7 separate regions of the Mus musculus genome follow, and all the other regions are linked to region 4. A link is a contact called in public HiChIP or PLAC-seq and promoter capture Hi-C data. All regions are on one chromosome and are shown on one strand. Each heading gives the region's core, a stretch centred on a gene start, on an enhancer-like site or on the middle of the called end of the contact. The rest is flanking DNA. Distances are from core to core; before and after follow the strand shown.

Region 1 (3,146 bases), core at 92-2,591, 640 kb after region 4:
CAGAGGTTCAGTGTGTTGCAGTAATTCCTTCTTCAAAGCGAATTCCTGGACCGACCCTCTTCAGTGCCCATAATCTATCAATCCCTTGTTTGATCTGCAGGCTCCCTAACCATGACCTGAGCAAGGCAGACACATTCCTGTTCTTGACTCTCCCACTCCGGGCACTGTACTCTGAGAGTGTCCTCCATATCTCCTACCTGCCAAACTCCTCACTTGTGCAGCCAAAAGTGGCAGCCTCTAGAAAATCTCTGTAACCCTCATGGGTGACCCAACCAGGCTGCCCTCCTCCGAGCCCCGGAGCCTCCACTCTTACAACCCCTGGAAAGTTATTTACAGCCCGGGCTTATCTCTCCCAGCCCAGGGACAGATCCTTCAGGAAGGGGCTGCCTTTCCCCATATCCCACTCCTTTCACACTGCCTACGGCAGCCACCACAGGAGGAACTAGCACTGCACGAGGAAACCAGGAAAATTGCCCCCAGCGACCATTTATCCTTCCAGGACATCCCTTAGCTTCGGACCTTCAGCAGCTCTTTAGGGAGTCTCCAATCAGATCCCAAGGAGCCGGTACTAACTATCCTTCTGACAGACCGAGTACTCGGAGGCCCCAGAAGGTGACACTTCCCCCAAGGTCCCCAGGTGGAAGGGGTCAAAACTCTCTTAGCAGACCTCCTGGAGGCTGACAGGCCATGATCCCGAACTGGACCCTGTGTCCTGAACTGAGCAGACTCTCTCTGAGTTGTGCCACTTGGAGAGGATGTTTCCCTAGTCCCTCACTGGCCTTTGAGCAACCCTGGCCTGGATGAGAAAATCCGCTCACCCACTTCGCAAGCCCGCGGAGGGTAAGAACAGCATATCACAGAAGAAGTCGCCGAGCTAAGAACGGCTCGCCCACGACGCCCAAGCCAACTTAGCCTCGCAGATTTTGGTGGGCTCACCCAACCTCTCCAGCTTCTCGCCCAATGGCCCATTGGAGTGAAAACGGAGTCCTACTTACAGCCACTTGATGCCATAGCACACGCCGGTGTGGAGCGCCAAGGCAAAGAGCAGAGCCTCGCAGACCTGCGGCCGCGCCCTCATCGTCGCGCGCGCCCGGCGCTCCCGGGGGTCGCACCCTGCAGGAGCCGCACCGAACTCCGCCGCCTGCAGGCCACCGCTGCTGTTCCTGCGCGCACGCCGCCTGCAATCACGGAGAACAGGGCGGCGGGTTAAGGCGGCGCGCGGGCTGGGAGGCGTTTTATTCAAATTACAAAGGAGGGGTCGGGCCGGGGAGGCTGAGCGAGGAAGGAGTCCGCTCTCTCCCCGAACCGCCCGAGACCCGCCGGCGTCAGGCTCGGATTAGGTGAGACCCTAGCGCGGCCGAGGGCGTGTCGCCCAGGGCAGATCAGGGTTGAGCGGCCCAGGAAGGACAGGGTGAAGCAGATAGGAGGTTCTCGGGAGACCCAGCAGAGAGTCTGGAGAGGACCGCAAGGAGGAGACCCCACCACCAGCAGCAGCGCGAAAACCAACTGACGTAGCGACCGCAAGGAGAGGAACTGATCCGGAATATGATTTAGGCTCCTATACTAATCCACGATATCGATTATTAGTTATTGCAGCTTTAATGAGTCTACAGTTTATTCATCTGCGAATGGGGTGATCTGAGCAGAATTCTCCTTTTACAGAGAACAGTCTCCCAGTGTAGCCAGCCATCTTTACTCCTCTCAGACCTGTGATGGGTATTGTCACTCCATCCATCTCAGATGAGGAAACCGAGGCCCAGAGATGTGGAAACATCTGTTCAGTTAGTTGTTAGGCTGTTCAGTTAGTGAGCACCCGTCTGGTGCTGGGCTGTTGAGCTATTTTGTCTACCTGTGCCGGGTAAGCTAAGGGCAGGGAGAACACAGAAGACGGTGCTATTTCTGGGCACCTACTTTCCAGTAAGGGAAGGGGAAACTGCAAAAATGGGGTGGAGGTGGGTGCTCTTTACACACTGAGGCATCTCCAGCGCCTGAAGAGCTACTTCAGACTTGCCACTTCAGTGCCTCGGTCCGGACGAGGCAGCGCCAAAGCTCCCTAGCAGAGCAGGGAAGCTCCAGGCCTGCAAGAGGTTGATTCTGGGACCGCCAGGCGGCGAGCTAGGGCCGCGGAGGAGCCGCCACCCCGCCCGCTTGCAGCCTGCGGAGCTGCTTTCTGAGGCTTGACTCCCTTCTCATCATTCTCACCTCATTAACTCCCTTCCAGGCTTCTCCCAAATTTACCAACACCTGGCATTCGCCCCGAGTCATACACAGCCCCTCTCCTCTCTGGAGCAGCAAGGACAAAGGGATTCCTTCCAAAAGGGTCTACAGAGTCTGAGGAAGGAGGTGCCAGACTTGGGGGGGGGGGGGTCTCTGGAACAGGGAAGAGCGGTTCTCATCTGGCTCTGTGAGTTTGGGCAATTCCTCAACCACCCCAGCCTAAGTTTTCCCTTTTATTAAAAAGCAAAGACCTGGACTCCAGCTTTCTGATCTTCGTCTGATCTTCTCTCTGTATCCGCTATTATTATACATACCTGTGTAGCCTATGCACGCCTGTGTGTTTCAAATGTACAGGCTTGAACACACACACACACACACACACACACACACACACACGTTTGAAACGTCATAGTTTTCTGGGGCCTTCTGGCAGAATCCAGAGGAATTCAAGCAGAAAACCTTGAATTACCCCCCCCCCTTCACAGAGTCCCCCAAGTCTGAAATGCTTGGCACAAACACGACTCCAAGCTGGGGTCTCAACGGGATTTTTGGTGCAGTCCGAATCTTCCTCTTACCTCTTCCGTATCCAGATCTTTCCCTCCCTGTTGGAAGTTTGCACACTTCCCCCAAATCAGAAAAATGTCTGCAGGATCAGATCGCAGAGGAGGGGGGGGGCCTCAAAACACCAGTCATTGTCTCTTTGTTCCCACTTAAAGTGTGGGATCCCCGAAGGCACCCAGAGTTTCTAAGTGGGAAGGGATCGCTAAGTCGCAGAAGGAATCTCAAGGACTTACACCGGGGTATCAATATACGACTCCCAGTGAGAGGAAGGGTGGCCCAAACCGCACAGCAGTCGGTCGGGGACCCAGGCCTCCAGCTATTCCCTGCTCTTCCCAGCAGCTCCAGAGGCCCTAGACTTCTCCTTCCGT
Region 2 (3,017 bases), core at 24-2,523, 680 kb before region 4:
CAGAGTAGTTCTGGGGACTCAGTCAGACTAGCAATTGCTCAGGGCCTGTCATGGTCAGTGAATCAGAGTAGTTCTGGGGACTCAGTCAGACTAGAAGCTTTCTATTGTAGAACCATCATCCCAAGGATAAGGTGAATGAATGTCCTTCAGCTGGGGCTGTCCTCAGAGATTAACGTGCACTTGAAAGTCTCCTTGAATGCCACAAGGAATGATGGCATTACTTCATCCACAGTGACAAGTCTTTGAAGCGCCTCACTCAGGGAAGTGACTCCAGTTCCAACCAGTCCACAAGGCACAATGTGCTCAAACCATGTGAGGTCGGTTGAACAGTTCAGAGCCAAGCCGTGGGACGTGATGTGTCTTCCACAGCGGACTCCTGCAAGACAAGCCAAAATATCTTAGCATAGTTATACTTCCCTTCTTTGGGAGCCTCAGGATCCCTCTGGGGCTGAAAGGTAAGGAGGCCTGGGCACAATCCCTTGAAACTTGGATGGAACACTGACTGGATCTGGGGGCTAAGTCAATGGCGGTGGGGGCTGTGGTTACACATCAGCTGCCCTTATTTTCGAGATTCGTTTAACACAAGAATTGCGTTTGCATTGGAAGTTTTAAATTTTGGCATCCTGTCTCCCGTTATGAGTCACAGGAAGAAACCTGGCAATTCATACTGAACTAGAGGACTCTTTTGTCTCAGCTCCATGAGGGAGGTCAGTGGCTCATGCCCAGAGTTCATGTCCAGCCCAGCGCTCCCCGATGTTAGCCCTGCCCAGGCTCCGCCCCGGTCCCGCCCCGGCGCGCTCACCGATCGCGCAGATCTTGCGCTCCCCCAGCCAGACGCCAGTGTAGGGCGGCGGCCGCGCGCGGGCGCCCTGCAGGCCCCGAAGTTCGCACAGTCGCACGGCGCACGCCTCCAGCGCCGCCACGTGGGTGCGCAGGCGCAGGCCTAGGAGCCGCAAGTCAAGCACCGGGTGGCAGAGCAACTGGCCCGGGCCGTGGAAAGTGGCCAGGCCGCCGCGGCCGGTGGCGCGCACCTCGGCGCCCAAGGCCCTCAGCCGCGTAGTCTCCTCGGGTGTCAGGCCACCGCGTAGCCCGCCCGTGTATACGGGCCCCGCTGGCTCGCAGACCAAGAGCACACCCGCTTTGGTCCCCGACAGGGTCCCAGGGCGAGGGTCTGCCTGTAGCCGCCGTAGCCAATGCTCCTGCAACGCCAGCAGCTCCGAGTAGTGCACCCGACCAAGCCAAACGAGCCGGACCACAGGCAGCGACATCGCGCGGGAGGCGGCGTGCGTGGGCCACGCCTTCTGGCGGGTCTCGGGGCGGGGACTCTGGGCCACGCCCCTGAGCTTCAGCCCGAGTGGAGCTTCAGTTCCCGCCTACCTGTGTGACCCGAAGTCCAGGCAGGATTGGTCTTAACCACCCATTCATTCCAATAATCATTTTTTAGTATGTTCTGTGTTCTGCAGGAACTTGGACCGTGCAGTGTAGAGTATTTGAGAAACGAAGATCCAACCCTGGAAGCTTAGGTGTTCACAGCTGACAAGCTAATATTAAAGTTTTTTTTTTTGACAATATTCAGAAATTGTCTTTCTGTTTCACCATGTAAATTCTTTTTTTTAATTTAATTAATTTATTTATTACGTATTTTCCTCAATGATGGAAAGAAAAACAGAATTCAGTAATATGTTGAGTTCCTCGAAAACTGAAAGGGAGACTAGTGTGCAAAGAGGTTTATTGTGGATCGGTGTGGGACGTAGCAGGTACTTCAAGATATATAAGACTTGAAAGAAACAGGATTAGGCAGAAGCTGTAGTTGAGCAGAGAAATAGTTGCATTAGATTCTTTCCTTAGCTATCCCCCAGGAATGCTCCGAGTCTGGCCTGACCCATTAGAATTATTCTAGATTAAAGCAAATGGGACATCCTACATAGATGGGTCACAAAAACAAGCTACTCCTGGGAAGGCACCGTTACCTTTGTAGGAGTTGCTTCCATTATGAAGCCCTGATCTCTGAAGGGAGCTCCAGCTTGAGTCATCATACAACCCAGTCCCAGAAGCCGAGGGAAGGACAGGGGACGGGAAGCCAGAATATCAAGATTAATTGTGATTAATTGGCCCAGAAACCCTTCCTGACCTGAGCTTTATACAACAGAGAATGTGCCAGAAAAGTCCCCAGAACTACAATTTGGAGAGGTAGATGTCTTATCAAAGTCTTATAAAGGGTCCTGAGCCCTCAGTCCCCAAGGCTTTTACTTAGCCCACTAGCTCACGCCCATTCTTGGGAGTGTTTTTCTTTTTTTAATAACCAGCCCCTGTTTCTAACCACACTGTGTGTCTCTGGTGTGGTATTCTAACCTGGGACATAATCTCAGATCTGCACTGACCACTAATTTTTTCCCCTTTTCTTTATTTCCTTTTCAGATATCGGCCTAAAGCCTGAGCCTACATCGTTGCACTGTGGACTTTCTCACTCTCTGAACCCCTCCACCTCTGCCATGCAGGTTCTCCCCTCCCTCCTCCATCACAGAAGATCCTCCTGCCTCTGCCTCCTACGTGCTGGGATGGACTTTGACTGTTAATAGCTCCAGTAACACTGAGTGTGGGTGGGCCAGGAAGCAGAAAGAGGAAGAACAGAATACCAACCAGAGTGAGGCTCAATGCCAAGAATTAATAAGGCGGACAGACTGGCATGGGCAAACATATATAATAGCAGGTTTCAGAGCGGATGACAAAAGTTATTGTGAGTCATCAACATGGGGATGTGGTTTAAAAAATAAACATTGAGATAGCTCCAGGCTCTGGGAGAAGAAGAGACATTGGGAAACCCTGTTCCAGAGCACCTAAATCTTATTAATAATTCCGTGTAGGGTGGGGAAAGTAACTGCAGCGATTTGGTTCCTGCACAAGATGAACTCAGTGTTCCTGCTGAATACTTGTCCTGGTGTGAAGCAGAATAAGGAGGAAAGCCAGGGATCTGGGTACATCTTCTGTTCCGTCACTGTGTGTTTGCACTCCTATGG
Region 3 (2,996 bases), core at 311-2,810, 740 kb before region 4:
TTTCTCACCACCAGCATTTCCTGTCTGGCCTAGAACACTCAGTATTTAGTTGGGTTTTTTTGTTTGTTTGTTTTGTTTTGTTTCCCTTCTTAAATGCATAGATACCTGGAAAAAAATGAAAATAAACTTTTTCAGAAAGCTAATTAAGTAGTTCTTTTGTATAACAAAATCTCACATACCTCCATACAAACCCCTTAATTCAGTTTTAAATGTGCTGCCTTTTTTGTTTTAGCAGCTGTATCATATGCACTTGAGAAAACAAACACTGGGATTATCATCCCACCCTCTGAAAAAGCCTCCAAGAGCCTCGTTTACAAGTGAAAAGGATGCATTTTAATTCTAGCTTTCACCAACCCACCCTATATACCTGCACAAGGGGAGGGAGAGAGAAGAAACGATGGCATCAGCAATTCTGAAATTCCTAAGCAATTCCTAAATATCTGATCAGAATCTGCCTTTTAAGATTTGAGAATGGTGCAAATTCTATCAGTACAACTAGACTATTCTAGATGTCCATGACAATTTTTTGAACAGGATACTTCCAATAAATAACTGCCGGCAGAGGAATGAAATAAGAGGAGAACCCTTGTCACATTTAATAGCAAAAGGTGATACCAGAAAATAAGAGTGAAATAGACTAGCGAATACCTAGCCAGCGATTACCTAGTGACAGAGGGTGGAAACACAGCAGAGCAACATAGTGAGTGGTTAGTAACGTTCAAGAACCAGAAGCCACTTTCTGGTTCTGCAGAGAAGGAAGTCAAAGGAGAAAGAGGAAAGGTGATGGATGCATAGTACACAGAGGATAACTTACAACGATGAGAATGAGGACGAAGTATTTTGACCATGAGAGATGATACTCACTGGAAGGGAAGGGGCAGCAAGGGAGGAAGCGGGACTGCGGTGTAGCCTACCACAAAAGAAAGAGACTGCAGTCGTCCCTGCCCAGCCCAGCCCGCCGGGGAAAGCAGCCCCTGCATAGGTGAGAGGCATCGCCCAACTCCACTAGCCCTGCGCTGGCTGGAGCCATCTCCCCTGGAGCCTCCAGAGCCCTGGGTGGGTACCGGAAAGGGTGGACTGTGCGAGGGTGAGCAGAAAGAGGGGACAGATGCCGGGGTGACCAGGTACCCACCTTGTCCCAACGCAGCCACTGCCCGATGGCCGTGTCTAGCTGGGGGTCCCCAGTGAGGTAGGGGGCGTGGAGCAGGTTAGAGTTCAGGTCATCATCTGCGTTCTCAGCCATGGTAGACACACGGGTTTGCGGGCCCGAGGGGCGGGCGAAGACACTGAGTCAGGGGGGCTCTAGGTGCGCTCACCAGGGTCCAGAAACCCCCTCCTTGACGAAGGGCATCGGAGACCAACCGCGAGCTGTTCAGTCCGCGCCAGCTCCTGCCGCAGCTCCAGCGAACCCGGAGAGAGGGCGGAGACAGGACAGCCGCCTCCCAGCAGACTAGCTCCGGATCTCAGCTCGAACTGACTGAGGCGGGCGTGAGGCGAGAGAACAACAACAGTCCCAGATGTCTGGGTCGCCGCCTTCGCCCGCGCCGCCTTAGGCCCCGCCCCCGCGCCGCCCGCGCCGCCCCCGCCCGCCCCGGCCCGTCCGAGTGCCCGAGGCATGAGGCGCGAGCCCGGGAGCGCGCGCCCCGCACCTCCGCTGCAGCGTTTGCTGTCCGCTGAGGCGACAGTGCACAGCTGGCTTTGTTTTTTTAATGCCGTTCCTCAGCTGTCTTTCCCTTATCACCCGCCCCGCACTCGCACGTGCGCCTCCACCTGGTGTCCCCGTCGTCTCAAGCAGCCCGCCTCTGCACTCACTAGGAGAGTCCCCGGCGCGCGCAGGCCCCACCCTCTTCGCCTCAGGGCTTGGTCTCGCTTGGGAGCCCAAAGTGGCGCGCGTGACGCCTCACGGGAGTTGTAGTTTTCCCCGGTTCCCCGAGTTCTGTACACCCGTTGCCTTTCCCTTCCCTCGGAGAGAAAAAGCACCACCTGTTCCCTGACGCTTCTTACTTATGTTGTGCAGTGGTGGTCTCCTGCTTTAAGGTAAAAAAGGAATGACGTAAGGAACAACGGTATCTATTTGTACTTGAAAGTTTACGAGTCGTTTTTTGTCATTTCATTCATCCTGTGTGGTAGGTTGTATGTATATTCCTTTCCCACTTTACACAGAAGGAACTGAAAGGCAAACCGAATTTTCTGAGCAGTAGCGTTCCTGAGAAATGAATGCGGGTTTCAGTCTGTTATGTTACCTCAGCTGGCAGTTGTTTTTGTTCAGTTGTAGCCGCGGAATAGAGGTAGAGAGAATATAATGTCTGGAAAATAGATAAGAAGGTTGTCAGATGATGGGTCAGCATTTAACCCTATTTTAAGAATGTACAAACATCATAAAATTCATGAACAAGTAGGAATACAGAGGAAAAAAGAAATGAACACCTTCACTTTCTTTCTTCTATAAATGTGCGCCTTTCAGGTCTCATTACTTGAGGCCAGAGAAATACTGAAGTCTTGTATATGGACCACTCTGCTTTCTCTGTTTTTGAGACAGGGTCTCCTCTATGGCTTTGGCTAGCCTTGAACATAATATACGCCAGGCTGAAATTGAACTCTTGAGTGCTGGAATTCCAGGTGTGCACCACCACACTGTGCCAAATACCTTCTTGGTGTGACTTGACCAAGTATATTAAAACTCTTCCTCATCAGCCTTTTGCTCTTGTAAGGATTATATAATATTTATAGCATGACAGTACAGTAATTGAAGAAATAGTTTTAGAGTGTTTTGAGGCTCAAAGATAAAAGACATAATAAATCCAAAGTATTCCTTTTATTTTTTAAAGACATCATTTGTTCTAATAAAATCCAAACTACTAGCATAAAATAATTGTATTGAGAGATTCTGAAAAATAATATATGTCATTGTAAGGGGTTGCAGTGTTTGCCTTAAAAATCAACAAAACAAGAATTATGCTAGGAGCTGATATTAGAAGAATATAAACAATTCCCTT
Region 4 (3,171 bases), core at 612-3,111:
TCAAAAAAAAAAAAAAAGAAAAGAAAAGAAAAAAGAAAGAAAGAAAGAAAGAAAGAAAGAAAGAAAGAAAGAAAGAAAGAAAGAGAGAAAGTGTATAAGACTGTGAACCCCTGGAATTTACCTAGGGCAGAGACTGGCCGCTGTGACTTCAGCACTCAAGGTCAGGTGCCCTCCATCAGTATTGACATCCTGAGTATAAACAGCAGAGTCATTTTTAAAAAGGTATTTACTTTTATTTCATGCGTGCTGGTGTTTTGCTTGCATGCATATCTGTGTAAGGGTATCAGAGCACCTGAAACTGGAGTCACAGTTGTAAGCTGCCATGTAGGACTGGGAGTTGAACATGGGTCTTCTGGTAGGCAAGCCAGTGTTTCTAACCACTGAGCCATCTCTCCAGCCCTGAGTCATGATTTTAGTGTGAGAGGCATCATTGAATTTTCTGAGCACGGCCATCAGGGTAGCTGGCACAGGTCTTCAGATACAAGGAGATAGTTATAAGAAGGCAGCCATGGCTGTGGTGCACTAGAAATGGAGAAACAGCTTCATCAGGTGACAGACCAGTCTGACTCTGTCCCATGATTAGAAGCCATCTTGTTACAAGGTCAAAATAAGTTCATTCCTGTTTTCTGTAACACTTGGGTTTGATCCTGTCGTCAACCCATTTTCTGGAATTTGACATGTTCCATACTCCATTATACCCTGACTTCCACCCTGATAAGATGTTCTGCCAAGTTCCTGTGTAGCCAACATTCCCCTGGAAATCTCTCTTCCCTTGGAAACCACCTAGTCTTAGAAATTTTGAGTTATATAAATTCCACTTCTATGTTTGATGCTATTCTTTAAAACTCCACTTTAGGGAGATAGCCCTGTCTGATAGAAAATAAAACTTGCTTAATTTGTCTAAAAGAGTTTAAGTAATAGTTTTTACTTTTGTTCCGTGGGATTAATACAGGGTGAAACAGACTCCCGTGTTTCCAGTGTGAAGTGAGCCACACACTGCAGTACAAGTTATATCAGCAGGTTCTGCCTCTGGGCAATGAACTTTTGCTTGTGTGGACATCAGGGTCTGTGTGAAGGGAAGGTCCTATGGCCTAGATTTATACTATTCAACAGTCTGTCCCCGAAGCCCTGGTGCTTTATTATTTTGACAAGCCCCTGCTGCTGGTATTCCACCCTGCTGCGAGTCAAAAAAGTTCCTGTCTCGGAAAAACAAAACAAAACAAAACAACCAAAAAATAAAATTTTTTTTTCCCACAGGTTCTAGTGGAGGTGCTCACTACCAGAAATCCTACAAATAAGCCCATCTCATGGATCAGGGTTTACCTTTGTAATAATATTAAATCTGTGTGCATGTGCGCACGCATGTGTTTTATGCTTGCATATATGTATACGCAGCCATGGTTTTCTACTGTCCCACTCACTCTGTAACTTACTGAGCCATCCAGCTGGTCCTCTAAATACATTTCAATGAAAGTTTTCATTAGCGTGAACGTGAAGGTGGTAAAATCTGTTAGTGTGTGCTTATGCCTGTGGTTTGCACCTCTAGTCTGAAGGTTGCTCTTTTCAAATTTTTTATTTATTTACGTTTTTACTTTTGAGTCAGAAACTCATAAAGGCCAAGCTGGCCTCGAATTCGCTATGTAGTCAATGATGACCTTAAACTTGTGACCCTCTACTTCGTTAGTGCTGGAACCCCAAGCTTGCTGAGTACAGAGCACTTTCAGACCGGAACTAGATGTCTACTTCCTGTTCCGCCTACATTACAGGTTGCTAGGTTACACCCCCCCTACGCCGTTTTAGACGCAAAACTTCATTTCCCATGCAAAACTTCATTTCCCATGAACACTTGCAAGGGTCGCCGCGCTGCGCGGCGTCATTGCTCCCGCCCTATATACCTACTTCCGCCCGCGAGCCACTTCCTTTCCTTTCAGCGGCGCGCGGCTGCAAGATGGCGGTGCAGATTTCCAAGAAGAGGAAGGTAAGCGTCTGGGCCCGGTTCGGGAGTCCGCCGCGGGTTCTACAAGTGCCAGGGAGGCCTGTGGCTCCGTGATCAGTCCTGTGGAGCGTCTGGGGCCGCCTGCCGTCTCTTCGAGCCTCGGATGGCCGTAGATTGTGTATTGGGCCGGAGCCGGGCGAGTGCTGTGTGCCTGGGCAAGGGAGGGACAAACTCCTCGAGTTCTGGACCGACTCGAACACCGGGCGCCTCCAGTTCCGGACTAGACACCTTTGAGCGTTTCTTGGTCTCCATAATAGTAATCCTGTGGCACAGTTAGAGGGCGTGTGCCATCAGATCTAGTCCAGTTTCTTTAGTAAGTGAAGTTTAGCAGTCCCTTCTCTTAGTCGCGTGATCCTGCAAGTGGCCATAGTTGAAAGCCTACTTACTGACTGCTGCCGTGTTCACTCGGGACCCGGAGCTGCAGCGTCCCTGTGGTTATCATTTCATGGGGGAAAAGTGTGCAGGTTGCCAGGTTTAGAAATAGATGGTCTGTCGTTTGTGCTTATGCACACAGATGATAAACCTGTTTTGAGTCAGGATTCCTCTCCTATCCGAGGTACAACTTACAGTCCCAGCTGTACATGTGCTACTTGGAGACAGATTTTTCTTTGTCTCTTGGGTGTAGATTATGCCGTAGAGCCCTTCGATGAAGAGGTGATGACGAGTCTGAGTAGGAAGTGTTGTCTTTGTCCAAGATGCCTCACTATGCTGCGTTCTGTGGCACAGCTGAAAGCACTGTGGTCAAAAGAAACTTCCTAAAGATGACCAAGAGGCATTTGTCTGAGAAGGGTTGCTGCTTTTCTGTAGGGCCATTGGGCTTGCTCTGACTAACCCTGTCTTCACCTCAGAGGTAACTTGTTTCCTTTGGTTCAGTTTGTAGCTGATGGCATCTTCAAAGCTGAGCTGAATGAATTTCTCACTCGGGAGCTGGCTGAAGATGGCTACTCTGGAGTTGAAGTCCGAGTTACACCAACCAGGACAGAAATCATTATTTTAGCCACCAGGTAGAAATACCATTGATTGTCACCTGTAAATACTGTGTGTACTGAGATGCTGTGTAAACTTGGGCCAACCAAGCAGTAAATCTGGCCTCAGTGGGTGTAACTGCTTTGTTAGAACTGCATTTGGGAAGAACTTACCTTCCATTTAACGTGTGTGCTGGCGTTGTGGTGGGC
Region 5 (3,044 bases), core at 30-2,529, 780 kb after region 4:
CTGGCTATGCTTTTTTCTTTAATCTGCTCTGGTATATGCACGAGCGTTTTGCACTTTGAGCATACCTGGTACACAGGAAGGCCAGAAGAGGTTGTGTAATCCCCTGGAACTGAAGTCACCTAATGTGGGTATAGAACCCAGGCCTTCTGCGAGTATAAGTGCTCTTCAGCATTGAGCTATCTTTCCACCTGTTCCCTAGCTAAAAGCCCTTCCAACCCCTGCTGTATTTTTCTTCAGGATATTTTTCATTATTGGACACGGTATTATAAATATTTTACTTGCCAATTTCCCAAGACTTGAATGTAACCTCTGAGAAGAGGGATTTTCATTGGTTCATGTTACCCACTCTCATACTCTGACCAATTTCTACCAACTGTCGGCTTTCAATAAATATTTGCTCAATTAATATCATGCTATATTCAGCGCTCGTTGATAGATCTGCTCTCTCTCTCTGTGGATTAGGTGCTTTCTGCCGTCCGTGACAAAATTCACTCGAGTCTCCAGCACCTGACATGAGTACTTCAAACATGGTTAAGCACTGATTTTTAAACGAATGAGCCAACAGGAGAGCTCTGAGAACTACCTGCAGTCTATCACACTAAGTCCCTATGATTCTCAGACTACGTCCCAGATTATAAACTACCCCAAGGAAAAGTGAAGTTGCAATACCATATTCCCACGCCCTCACACTTGTCCTCTGTGGTCCCAACAACCAAGGGAGACAATGAGTAACGGTCGGCATTTGAACACTGGGTTGACAAGTCCGAAGGAGGCAGTTGTGACCTGATTTAAGATCAAAGAAAGCGGCTCGCCTCCAAACAGAAACACTGTCCTAGAAGAGACCAGTGACGCGGGGGAAGGCAGGGCCCCTGGGAACACAGCCCTGGAGAAGGGTTACTTCTTTGACAGCTAAGGAACCGCGTCGGACCACCAAAGGCGCTAAGCGCCCACTTCATCCGCCTTCGCGCCCCCGGGTGGCACCCACTGGGCCGGGTGCCCGCGAGCGCACGTGCGCGCAAGTCCCTGAAGCTTCCGCGCCCCACTCACCTGGCCGGGTCCCGCGGGAACCTGAAGAAGGCCAGGTCAGACTGCGTGCTCTTCCGTGTGCAGTTGGGGGCAGCGCAGAAGTTCGGCATGGTCGTCCGGCCGCCGGCCGGTCCAGCCCTCCCCTCCCCGCCTCGTCAGGGCAGCGCGGCCGCCCCGCGGGGCCGGGGAGGGGAGCTGGGCCGGCCGGCCGGCTCCGCAAGGCCGCGCGCGGAGGAGGGGCTGGCGCGCGAAGCCGCGAGGGGCAGGAGGGGCGCGCGGGCCGAGGCTGGGCTGGGGCCGCGGCTCCACAGTGCTGTGTGCGGCCGGGAGGATTTACCGCCGCCGCCGCCGCTGCTGCACCTCCAGCCCGCCCGGGACGCTACCGCCTCCTTCCCACAATGCACCCTGGCGCTGGAGGGTGCCCTCTCTTCCCTCAGCTATCCGCCCCCGCCCTCTTCGCAGGCGACCGTCCCTGCGGGCGGGCATGCGCACTCGAGAGGGTCGGGCCAGCTGCGTAGTCTCAATGCACATGCGCACAACCCAACCCGCGCAAGGAAGGAATTGCGCATGCGCTGTAGTCTCCCCGGGACTGGCGAGCGCAACCCCGGGTTATTCGGGTAGGTTTGCTGTGTGCGGGTTCCTGCAGATCCAGGGCAAGCTAGAACGTTACTTCACGGCTGCGTCTGCCCGGCTTGTGTAAAAGTTGTCACGGTTCATGCGTCCATTGCGTGAGTCACCGTAGACTCTTAAAGGCAACAGATTCGGGATGACCCTTGCGATTGCTTTGAAACAACTCGCGGGTTGAACGCAAACATGAGTTGTAGAGGATTTAATTTTTAACCCGTTTTGCCTTCCGGTTACTCTGTGACCGAATTAGTGCTAGATTGCTAGCCGCACACCTTGACTAGACGCTAGGGTAAAAGCTCAGAAAAGCAGTAACTTCCTTGGTGGTTTCCAGAGAGGCAGGAATAGTGCAATGATTAGGCCAGCAGCACCCTAGAGATTTTTACCTCAGGCTTCTCACAGTCCTGGCCTGATAACGTTCCTGTATGGTTTTGTTTCAAAATGAGTGGCCGCTATTTAGAACAAAGTATCAAATTTTGCGTAAAATCGAACACGTCTGCAAGTAAGACCCACCACTTTTGAAAGAAGCGTATGGGGGTGAAGTGGTGTCGAGGGCTTGAGTATTTGACTGGCACAAAAGGTTTAAAGAAGGGTGGGAAAATGTCTGAGATGATCCATGAAGTAGTCGTCCAGTCACCCACAGAACGGATGCAAATATCCAAAAGGTCACGGACTTTGTGTGAACAAGCAGTTAACAGTGAGAAGGATGGCTGAAGAAATTACATTTAGAGAAAGAAACCATTAGATTCATTCTGAAAGGAAACCTGAACACGAGAAAAACGTCTGTCAAAGCTATAGCAAGTATTTTGAAGGATCAGCCTGAACTTGGGGAAATTTGAGTGTCCATCTGGTCATTCAAAGGAAATTAAGAACGCTAGTTTATAGGTGAGGGAAAAGAGGACAAGTTCTGAGATGTGGAGTTAGCTGCAGCAGAGTGCTGATGAGGAAATGGCTCTGCCTGTGTAGAATCCCAGAAGTCGGGCCCCTGCCAGCCACCTTCTGCAGGGAGCATGCTCAGAGAGTAGGAGATCTGACGACTGCTACGGTATCAGACATGGAGATGCAGCGTTTGGAGTTTGCCCAGCTGGTTTCCTGTCTTGCTATTGGGATTACAATAAAGTGATTGGATGAATCTCAGAAGAGACTTTGAACTTTTTTTTAAAAGATTTTATTTATTTATTTTATGTATATGAGTACGCTGTAGCTGTCTTCAGACACACCAGAAGAGGGCATTGGATCCCATTACAGATGGTTGTGAGCCACCATGTGGTTGCTGGGAATTGAACTCAGGACCTCTGGAAGAGCAGTCAGATCTAACCATTGAGCCATCTCTCCAGCAACTCTGAACTTTTAACATTGTTGAGCTGCTATAGACTGGGGACTCTGGAAATTAG
Region 6 (3,408 bases), core at 285-2,784, 830 kb after region 4:
ATTACAAAACCTCCTATTAAAACTTAATTTACCAGTGAGGTGGTGGTGGTGTACACCTTTGATTCCTGTCTCGAGAAGACTTAATTTACTACCTTGCAAGGTATTCTTAAGAAACTGACCTCAAAATAGGGTGCAATAAGAAGGCCAGGAGAGCTGTATAGGAAATGGTCCTTTTTATTTCTGACTAACCTACAGCTCCATTCAGGAGCAGGAGTAGACTCATATGCAGTGGTTCACAATTTACTTAAAAACTTCTTCTTTTTTCTTGTTTTGGTCTCGGTGTCTCTTGCAGTCCAGTCTGACCCTGCATTCCTCATCTTCTTCCACTTCTACAGTGCTGAGATTATAAATGTAATTCATAATGAACTAGGAAAAGAACTTTCATTCACGTTGTGTATCTTAATATTCCCACAGGGTAGTTTTTCTCGTGTGTCCATCCTAACATCCCTTAGTGCTAGGAATCCGATTCAGGTCTCCAGGTCTTGCACATACTTGACAAGCAATCTGCCATTGAGCTAGATGTCCTCCCAGTGGTTACCCTAGTTTTCACGGGAATCTGCTAACAGAAGGATGCACACTAACAATTCCTCAAGATTTGCACTTTCATTGCATCCGATGCTACCAGAGTTCTTTATTTAGAGGGAGGACACAACAAAATTCGATGGGATTTATAATACTAGAAATTAACTTTGAGTTCTTGGATCAGAGAAACAATATATTGGGTCCCTATCGATCTGTAAAATAGGGGCACAAGGCCTCCACAACATTGTGTGGTTAAGAACAAAGGCTGATGGTGAACCTACCATGTCGTAGTGCCTCAAGTAAGTCCCTTCTTCCCTTTGTCAGATTTTGCACGAGATATCACTACCTCTCCTACTTCGTACATGGCGTAACTCCAAGCTGAGACCGCTCGGATTCCTTTCCTCCACTTGCAACTCCTAACACCGAGAAAGGTGTACGGGCCACTGTGAGGTCTTCTCTCTCCGTAGTGGATAACCTTTCTTGAGTTGTCGTTTGGGTGGCTGGAAGACGCTGATGACTACTCCCAAGCGTCTACGGAACCAGATCTTAATCCTCAACTGGGCATCAGGGACCAAGCTGTGTTCTTTTCATCCCAACCCTCGCTAGAGTGAAAAGGTCGAAGCTCAGCTCCAATTACAGACGCCATCTTGACCGCTACGTGTGACGCCACACGTACAGCCGAAAGAGCAGCTGATTGGCTGGGAAAGACCGGAGGATAGGCGCGCGAAGCTGGAGACTGGAGGGTAATGTAGAAGCCGAAAGGAACTACACTCCCAGACTTCCTTGCGCATGTGACCAGCAAGCAGCAAGAGAAAGAGGAGCGAGGTTGGACTCGGACTACAACTCCCACTAGGACCCGCGTTGTCCGCCCTTTCCTTTCAAAAGGCAGAGGAAAAGGGACAGGAAGAATGGAGGCTTTTGAGTGCTCGTTTCTCAAAAGGCGGGAAAGGCGAACTACACCTCCCGGCGAGCCGCGCGCGCCTGCGCCTGCGCTCTGGTATCTGTCGCCATCTTGCCCCTTCTGAGGCACCGCAAACAAACCTAATTCCTGGTGTCCCCTAGTCTTGGCGGAGGAGCCTTTTAGATGAGCCCCGAAAGGCCGGGCAGGTGGGTGTCTCTCAGGCAGGGTCCTGGGAAAAGCTGGCAGGCTATCCAGGGTAGGGGAGCGCTTGGCCAGGCACGGGGAGCCCGGCTTGGGTCGGTCAGCCCCATCCTCCGTTGTTTCCTAACGGGATCGCGGGGCTCCCTCAAGTGGACTGAGGGCGACTCCGGCATGCCTGGTGATGGGACGCCGGAGGTCGAGGTCTAGGAGCCCCGAGGCGACTCCGGGTTGTCTGACTGTCTGTCCGTGCCCCCGCTTTTTCTCCGTTGTCGTCTCCGCTGAGGAGTGCGCGAGGCGCGGACGCTGGCCAGGGTTCCCAAGACTGGCTGCTGGCCGCGGGGGCGCGGGCTTGACATTGGAACCCGCTCGGAGCCGCGCGGGCGAGGAGCCGGGCGGGCTGCTCTTGTTGTGGTGCTGTGAGCGAGTGCGTGTTTAGAGAGGGGGCGGGGCGGGCTGCCTGCTGACACTTGAGCGGGGGACGGAGTCGGTGCGACCCCGGTGCCGGGAGCACGCTCCGGCTTCTGCTGCCCGGCTTTCCTTTGCTGTGCGGCCCCGCCGTGCGTTTCCCTGGAGGGGATGCTTTGGGATGCCGTGACGTGGTACCCGATTCGGGCGGTCGCCGGCCGCCTCCGAGATTCTACCGGGAGGCGGGGACTGGCTTGGGGAGCGAGCGGATTCCTTTGGCTCTGCCCCTTCCTCCTCTCCACCCCCTTTCTTTATGTCATCCTGCCAGCTGGGGCGCGCCATCCAGTTTGGCTCGCTCAGAGTTGGTTCTGAGCTCAGAGGACTATGGGAAGTAGGGGGAAGGGGGCTCCACTTGAGGCCAAGAGTTGGAGTTAGCAACCCAGAGCCTGGAACGCAGTTGAAGAGTCATATCGGTTTAGTGTTTGACTCTTAGGCTGGCTCATTCATTCATTCTACTCTGCTGCTGACCATCCATTTATCAGTTTAACAGATGTTAAGGAAGATCTACTGAGTTCTCAACCTGTAGTGTAGTTTTGTTTGACCAAGGAATTCACAGTGCGAAATTCTAGGCTTTTAAACTTTTGGTAACTGGTCGAAATGACTCTTTTTTTACTGCCAAAACTTGAGAAAAGAGTTATTGAGTTTCATTTATCCAAATGACATGCTCCACCGTTTGCTTATTTTATCTCCTAACTTATTATTAAGGAAACTGGCAGAGGTCAAATCACTTGTCCAAGGTTGCACAGGTGGTAGAGTCTGTTTGGCAAGTCATATGCCAGCCACTATGACAGAACTTGGCTTGCCCTGTTTTCTAAATAATACTTGAAACAAACTTGGGATTACTTTTTTTTTTTTTTTTTTTAAAATAAAGGCATACAAATTGGGTTCAGAGAGGCCAATTCACAAGGATGAAACAACTAATTATGTTGTAAAGCTGGAACTGGAACCAAGAAGTGTTTGACTTTAAAACCTGTTCTTTCCCCTGTTAGTATGAGCTGGGTCATTGTGCTCTCAAATGGTGTTTTTTTTCCTTTGTCAGGAGCTGGAGTGTGGAGATGAAAATGGTATGAGTTATCTTTTCAATCTTAGTTTGTAGCCAGTCGAAGGCTTTCTATATCCTTGCGTATACATTGGTAATGTGATTTGTTTTTCCTCTGATAGGGAGGACAAGCTCTTTGGGGCTACCAGACAGAAGCAGCAATGCCTGTTGTGTGGCCAACCCTTTTGGATCTCAGCAGGGATGAATGCAAACGGATTCTTCGAAAATTGGGTATGCTTTTTGTTGTTTTTGTTCTAAGCCGGGTTCTCACTCCATAGCC
Region 7 (3,073 bases), core at 46-2,545, 870 kb before region 4:
CCTTCAAATCATTTCTGTCTTGCTATCTCTAGTGTGTCCTCCCATGGCTTCTTTTTACTTCCCTGGTTTCTATTGCTGTTCTATGTGGCATACCCACATCTGAAGAGTTAGAGCTAAGAGCCTCAGATGAGAAAGAACATACCACATTTCTCTTTCTGAGTGTTGGTTACCTCATTCTATATATTTTTTAGTTCCATCCACTTACCTGCAAATTTCATTATTTACATTATTTCATTTTTTCTTTATGGCTGAATAGTATTCCACTATGTATATGTATGTACGTGCACACACACACACACACACACACACACACACACACACATTTTCAGTATCCATTTGTCAGTTAAAGGGCAAAGCTTCCATTTCCTAGCTATTATGAATAGAACAGCAATGACGATGTTTGGTCCTTAGCATATGCCAATGATTCATAGCTGGGTTATACGGTAGATTTATTTTTATCTTTTTTAGTGTTCTCCATACTGATTTCTAAAATAGCTTATAGATGTTCAGTAACCCCAGCATCTGTGGGAAGATTGTTCTGTGCTCCCCACCCCGAATTACCATTATTCCTGTTTGAACCAGATCTTGTTGGTTTGTGGACTGAGTTGGTCCTACTCCTTACTTGTGTACTATAGGCTTCATTACTAGAGTTGTATAGTGTTGCATTTTCTTTTACTGGAAACCTTACTAGGTTCAAGTAAGGGGGATTGTGTTTATTAGCCTCCAAGCCATTTAATAGTAGTAATGATGGATATATACTGAGATACCAAGCTAAGTGCTGTATTTACATTGGCTCATTTCGTAGTGTCAACAGATGTTAATTATTGATGTGTCAGGTTCTGTTAATACATGGGGAATGTTCTTGCTCTCAGTGTTCTCACAGTAGTGCCAAGTTAGGTGAACTAAAATATAGAACTAAAATATTTTTAGAAAACATAGAGCAAGCTAGTCTGAGAGTAATGAGTAGTGAGAGGGCTACTTTAATCTTCATGCCAGCCTGGATAAAATTGACAGTGCAGCCCCGTCAGACATGGAGAGGCTCGGTTTGTAGAAATTAAATACTGTGTTTAAAGTCACACAAAAAACACAGAATTGGGTTATAAAAATAAACTTATTAGGTAGAAAATTACTGGTGGTTTAACAACTATTTTTTAAAAATATATTGCCTTGTGATTTTCTTTTTCTCTTTCCTCTAGAAATAATTGTTTGGGGTCAAAGTTCAGGTGTTCTTAATTCAGTTGCAAATGGGTTTCTAAGCGGAGCTGTATTGGACCTGCATGTGTGGTCCAGAGTGTGTGTGCATATGCTCGAAAACCGCAGTGTCCACAACCCTTGTTAGATTCTAAGCCTGGTCTGCGATCACAGTGAAGGCTCCGTGAGTTAGGCAGAAGCCAGATTTGCTTTGTTCCTCTCTGCCAAAGGCAGAGTAGGAAATAGAAACTGTATATCCATTTTGTTGGGCTTAAGGTGAATTTCATTTTGACATAAAATGATTTTGTATGCACTGACCTATCAAAGTGGTTCTTATTTTAAAGTAAGACTTAACTCACCTTTAGAATTGATTCCAATTCTGTCTGATATTCCTCATATTGTTAACACCCCTGAGTTTTGTTGATTACCTTTTCAAAGGTCAATTCTTTCTTCTTAAGTCCATTGCCAATCAAGGTTGTTATAAAAGTATTTTCACTGCTGTGCAAACAGTTCTTCAGATGCATTCCTGAAAGCTCCAGACACTGCTATCATGACTGCCTTCTGAGAACACAGGCTTTGGCTGATTAGGAAATGAAAAGGAACACGAAAAAGTTTGAGATTGATGTGAAAAAATAATATTGACTAAGGATAATTACAATAAGAGTAAACTAAGGACGGGCAGTGGTGGCGCACGCCTTTAATCCCAGCACTTGGGAGGCAGAGGCAGGTGGATTTCTTGAGTTCGAGGCCAGCCTGGTCTACAAAGTGAGTGCCAGGACAGCCAAGCCTACACCGAGAAACCCTGTCTCGAAAAACCAAAAAAAAAAAAAAAAGAGTAAACTAATGTGTATAGATAATCAGAATTTATCCATAATGAAAATACATTAATTACTTCATTGTATAAATTTTGTTTGGTTTGGTTTTTTGAGATAAGATCTTGCTATATAGCCCTGGCTGTCCTGGAACTGTACACCTCTGAACAGCAGGCTGGCCTTGAACTCAGAGATCCATCTGCCTTTTCCTCCAAAGTTTTGGAATTAAAGGCATGCACTATCATGCCTGTCAATTGTATAAAATCTTAATGTTTACTCTTAAATCTCTTTGGACCTATTTTAATACTGTATATTGTGCTTTGTGAACTCTTTGTGTCTTTATGAGAAAGCACTCTTGCTATTTTCATTTCAGATTTACAGTTATCTATTGACCAAGATTTTACCTTCTTTCCTTCCTCTCCTTAGCCCTGGACGGAAGCGGGACTTTACCCCTGTCCCATGGAGTCAGTACTTTGAGTCAATGGAAGATGTGGAAGTGGAGAATGAAACTGGCAAGGATATATCCTCTCAAAGAGGCTTCACAGCATAAGGACGGGGACTAAGTCAGACGTGGGGAGCTCCTGAACATTCTCCTTGTCCCCACCAGTCCCTTACATGGTCTGGAATGTGACCTTCAAGCCTTTGGCAGAATCTATCTTGGCTGCAGTTCTCTGACACATGGGAAAGGATTGGGATTAAATTCCTGAAAGTAATACTCTGAGTCCAACAAAGTCAAGTGACTTAGTTTCTAGAAACCAAGTTCTGAGTCCTCTTCAGGGAAAAGGAAATATTTATTTTTCATTGAAAAGAAGGCATATACTGACAAGCAGGCTTCAAAACAGTGTTGATATCTCAGAAACATCTAAAGTTTCTTTGGAAGTCTGCAGTTTTCATATAAGTTGTTATAACCTGTTTGTCTTTTTTAAAAAATAAGTATTGTTATGATGAATCAAAACCTTAAATCTATTGTCTTTAACTGTTCATACACTTTTCGAGTTTACAAGAGTGGTTCTGAGGGTCCAGTCCTGCTGCTGCTTCATGGAGGAGGCCATTCCGCCCTTTCCTGGGCA

What was found. Promoter capture Hi-C pulls out the DNA fragments that hold promoters and counts their contacts. HiChIP or PLAC-seq counts read pairs in DNA pulled down with a chosen protein or histone mark.
Region 1: a contact with region 4 is called in an H3K4me3 HiChIP or PLAC-seq map of embryonic stem cells, with 9 read pairs. The contact joins the promoter of Wnt11 here to the promoter of Rps3 in region 4. A contact is called at or near these places in 1 of 39 promoter capture datasets (liver) and 2 of 115 datasets of contacts at active chromatin or transcription factors (embryonic midbrain and embryonic stem cells).
Region 2: a contact with region 4 is called in a promoter capture Hi-C map of liver, with 5 times the contacts expected there. The contact joins the promoter of Lipt2 here to the promoter of Rps3 in region 4. A contact is called at or near these places in 5 of 39 promoter capture datasets (the C10 cell line, hippocampal neurons, liver and 2 more) and 1 of 9 other capture datasets (macrophages).
Region 3: a promoter capture Hi-C map of liver shows a contact between it and region 4, with 4 times the contacts expected there. The contact joins the promoter of Pgm2l1 here to the promoter of Rps3 in region 4. A contact is called at or near these places in 4 of 39 promoter capture datasets (hippocampal neurons, liver and pre-B cells), 1 of 484 Hi-C or Micro-C datasets (embryonic stem cells), 1 of 115 datasets of contacts at active chromatin or transcription factors (astrocytes) and 1 of 9 other capture datasets (liver).
Region 5: a promoter capture Hi-C map of liver shows a contact between it and region 4. The contact joins the promoter of Thap12 here to the promoter of Rps3 in region 4. A contact is called at or near these places in 6 of 39 promoter capture datasets (the C10 cell line, erythroid cells, liver and 2 more), 2 of 484 Hi-C or Micro-C datasets (CD8 T cells and liver), 4 of 115 datasets of contacts at active chromatin or transcription factors (bone marrow-derived macrophages, embryonic stem cells, large pre-B cells and 1 more) and 2 of 9 other capture datasets (adipose tissue and liver).
Region 6: a promoter capture Hi-C map of liver shows a contact between it and region 4, with 4 times the contacts expected there. The contact joins the promoter of Emsy here to the promoter of Rps3 in region 4. A contact is called at or near these places in 3 of 39 promoter capture datasets (liver and pre-B cells), 3 of 484 Hi-C or Micro-C datasets (CD4 T cells, liver and neutrophils), 2 of 115 datasets of contacts at active chromatin or transcription factors (bone marrow-derived macrophages and large pre-B cells) and 1 of 9 other capture datasets (adipose tissue).
Region 7: a contact with region 4 is called in a promoter capture Hi-C map of liver, with 3 times the contacts expected there. The contact joins the enhancer-like site here to the promoter of Rps3 in region 4. A contact is called at or near these places in 4 of 39 promoter capture datasets (hippocampal neurons, liver and pre-B cells), 2 of 484 Hi-C or Micro-C datasets (double positive thymocytes and neutrophils) and 2 of 9 other capture datasets (adipose tissue and macrophages).

The regions. Positions count from the first base shown.
Region 1 is chr7:98,837,040-98,840,185 of GRCm38.p6, reverse strand. It overlaps Wnt11 (wingless-type MMTV integration site family, member 11), which reads right to left and starts at 1,341. Exons shown (of 5, transcript NM_009519.2): 1 at 996-1,341. The coding sequence starts at 1,078.
Region 2 is chr7:100,157,533-100,160,549 of GRCm38.p6, reverse strand. It overlaps Lipt2 (lipoyl(octanoyl) transferase 2 (putative)), which reads right to left and starts at 1,273. Exons shown (of 2, transcript NM_026010.2): 1 at 803-1,273; 2 at 1-376. The coding sequence starts at 1,268. The coding sequence ends at 147. It overlaps Gm51452 (a long non-coding RNA gene), which reads left to right and starts at 374. Exons shown (of 2, transcript XR_003946658.1): 1 at 374-455; 2 at 2,419-3,017.
Region 3 is chr7:100,226,171-100,229,166 of GRCm38.p6, reverse strand. Pgm2l1 (phosphoglucomutase 2-like 1) reads right to left here and starts at 1,560. Exons shown (of 14, transcript NM_027629.3): 1 at 1,133-1,560. The coding sequence starts at 1,243. It overlaps Gm34877 (a long non-coding RNA gene), which reads left to right and starts at 1,762. Exons shown (of 3, transcript XR_869834.3): 1 at 1,762-2,037.
Region 4 is chr7:99,482,399-99,485,569 of GRCm38.p6, reverse strand. It overlaps Rps3 (ribosomal protein S3), which reads left to right and starts at 1,861. Exons shown (of 7, transcript NM_012052.2): 1 at 1,861-1,978; 2 at 2,870-3,000. The coding sequence starts at 1,949. It overlaps Snord15a (small nucleolar RNA, C/D box 15A), which reads left to right and starts at 2,638; the gene lies at 2,638-2,785.
Region 5 is chr7:98,701,482-98,704,525 of GRCm38.p6, reverse strand. Thap12 (THAP domain containing 12) reads right to left here and starts at 1,279. Exons shown (of 5, transcript NM_028410.2): 1 at 1,048-1,279. The coding sequence starts at 1,136. It overlaps Gm15506 (predicted gene 15506), which reads left to right and starts at 1,598. Exons shown (of 1, transcript NR_144495.1): 1 at 1,598-3,044. It also overlaps the pseudogene LOC108167485.
Region 6 is chr7:98,654,695-98,658,102 of GRCm38.p6, reverse strand. Emsy (EMSY, BRCA2-interacting transcriptional repressor) reads left to right here and starts at 1,534. Exons shown (of 20, transcript NM_172280.2): 1 at 1,534-1,629; 2 at 3,251-3,359. The coding sequence starts at 3,290.
Region 7 is chr7:100,354,718-100,357,790 of GRCm38.p6, reverse strand. Ppme1 (protein phosphatase methylesterase 1) reads left to right here. Exons shown (of 14, transcript NM_028292.2): 2 at 2,430-2,523; 3 at 2,990-3,073. Among named protein-coding and RNA genes, the nearest start is that of Ppme1, 16 kb to the left of the region's middle. Within about 2 kb of position 1,295, at least 15 of the 459 cell types and tissues checked have an H3K27ac peak or open chromatin away from gene starts, as enhancers often do. A contact at or near this core is called in liver, where this site is marked.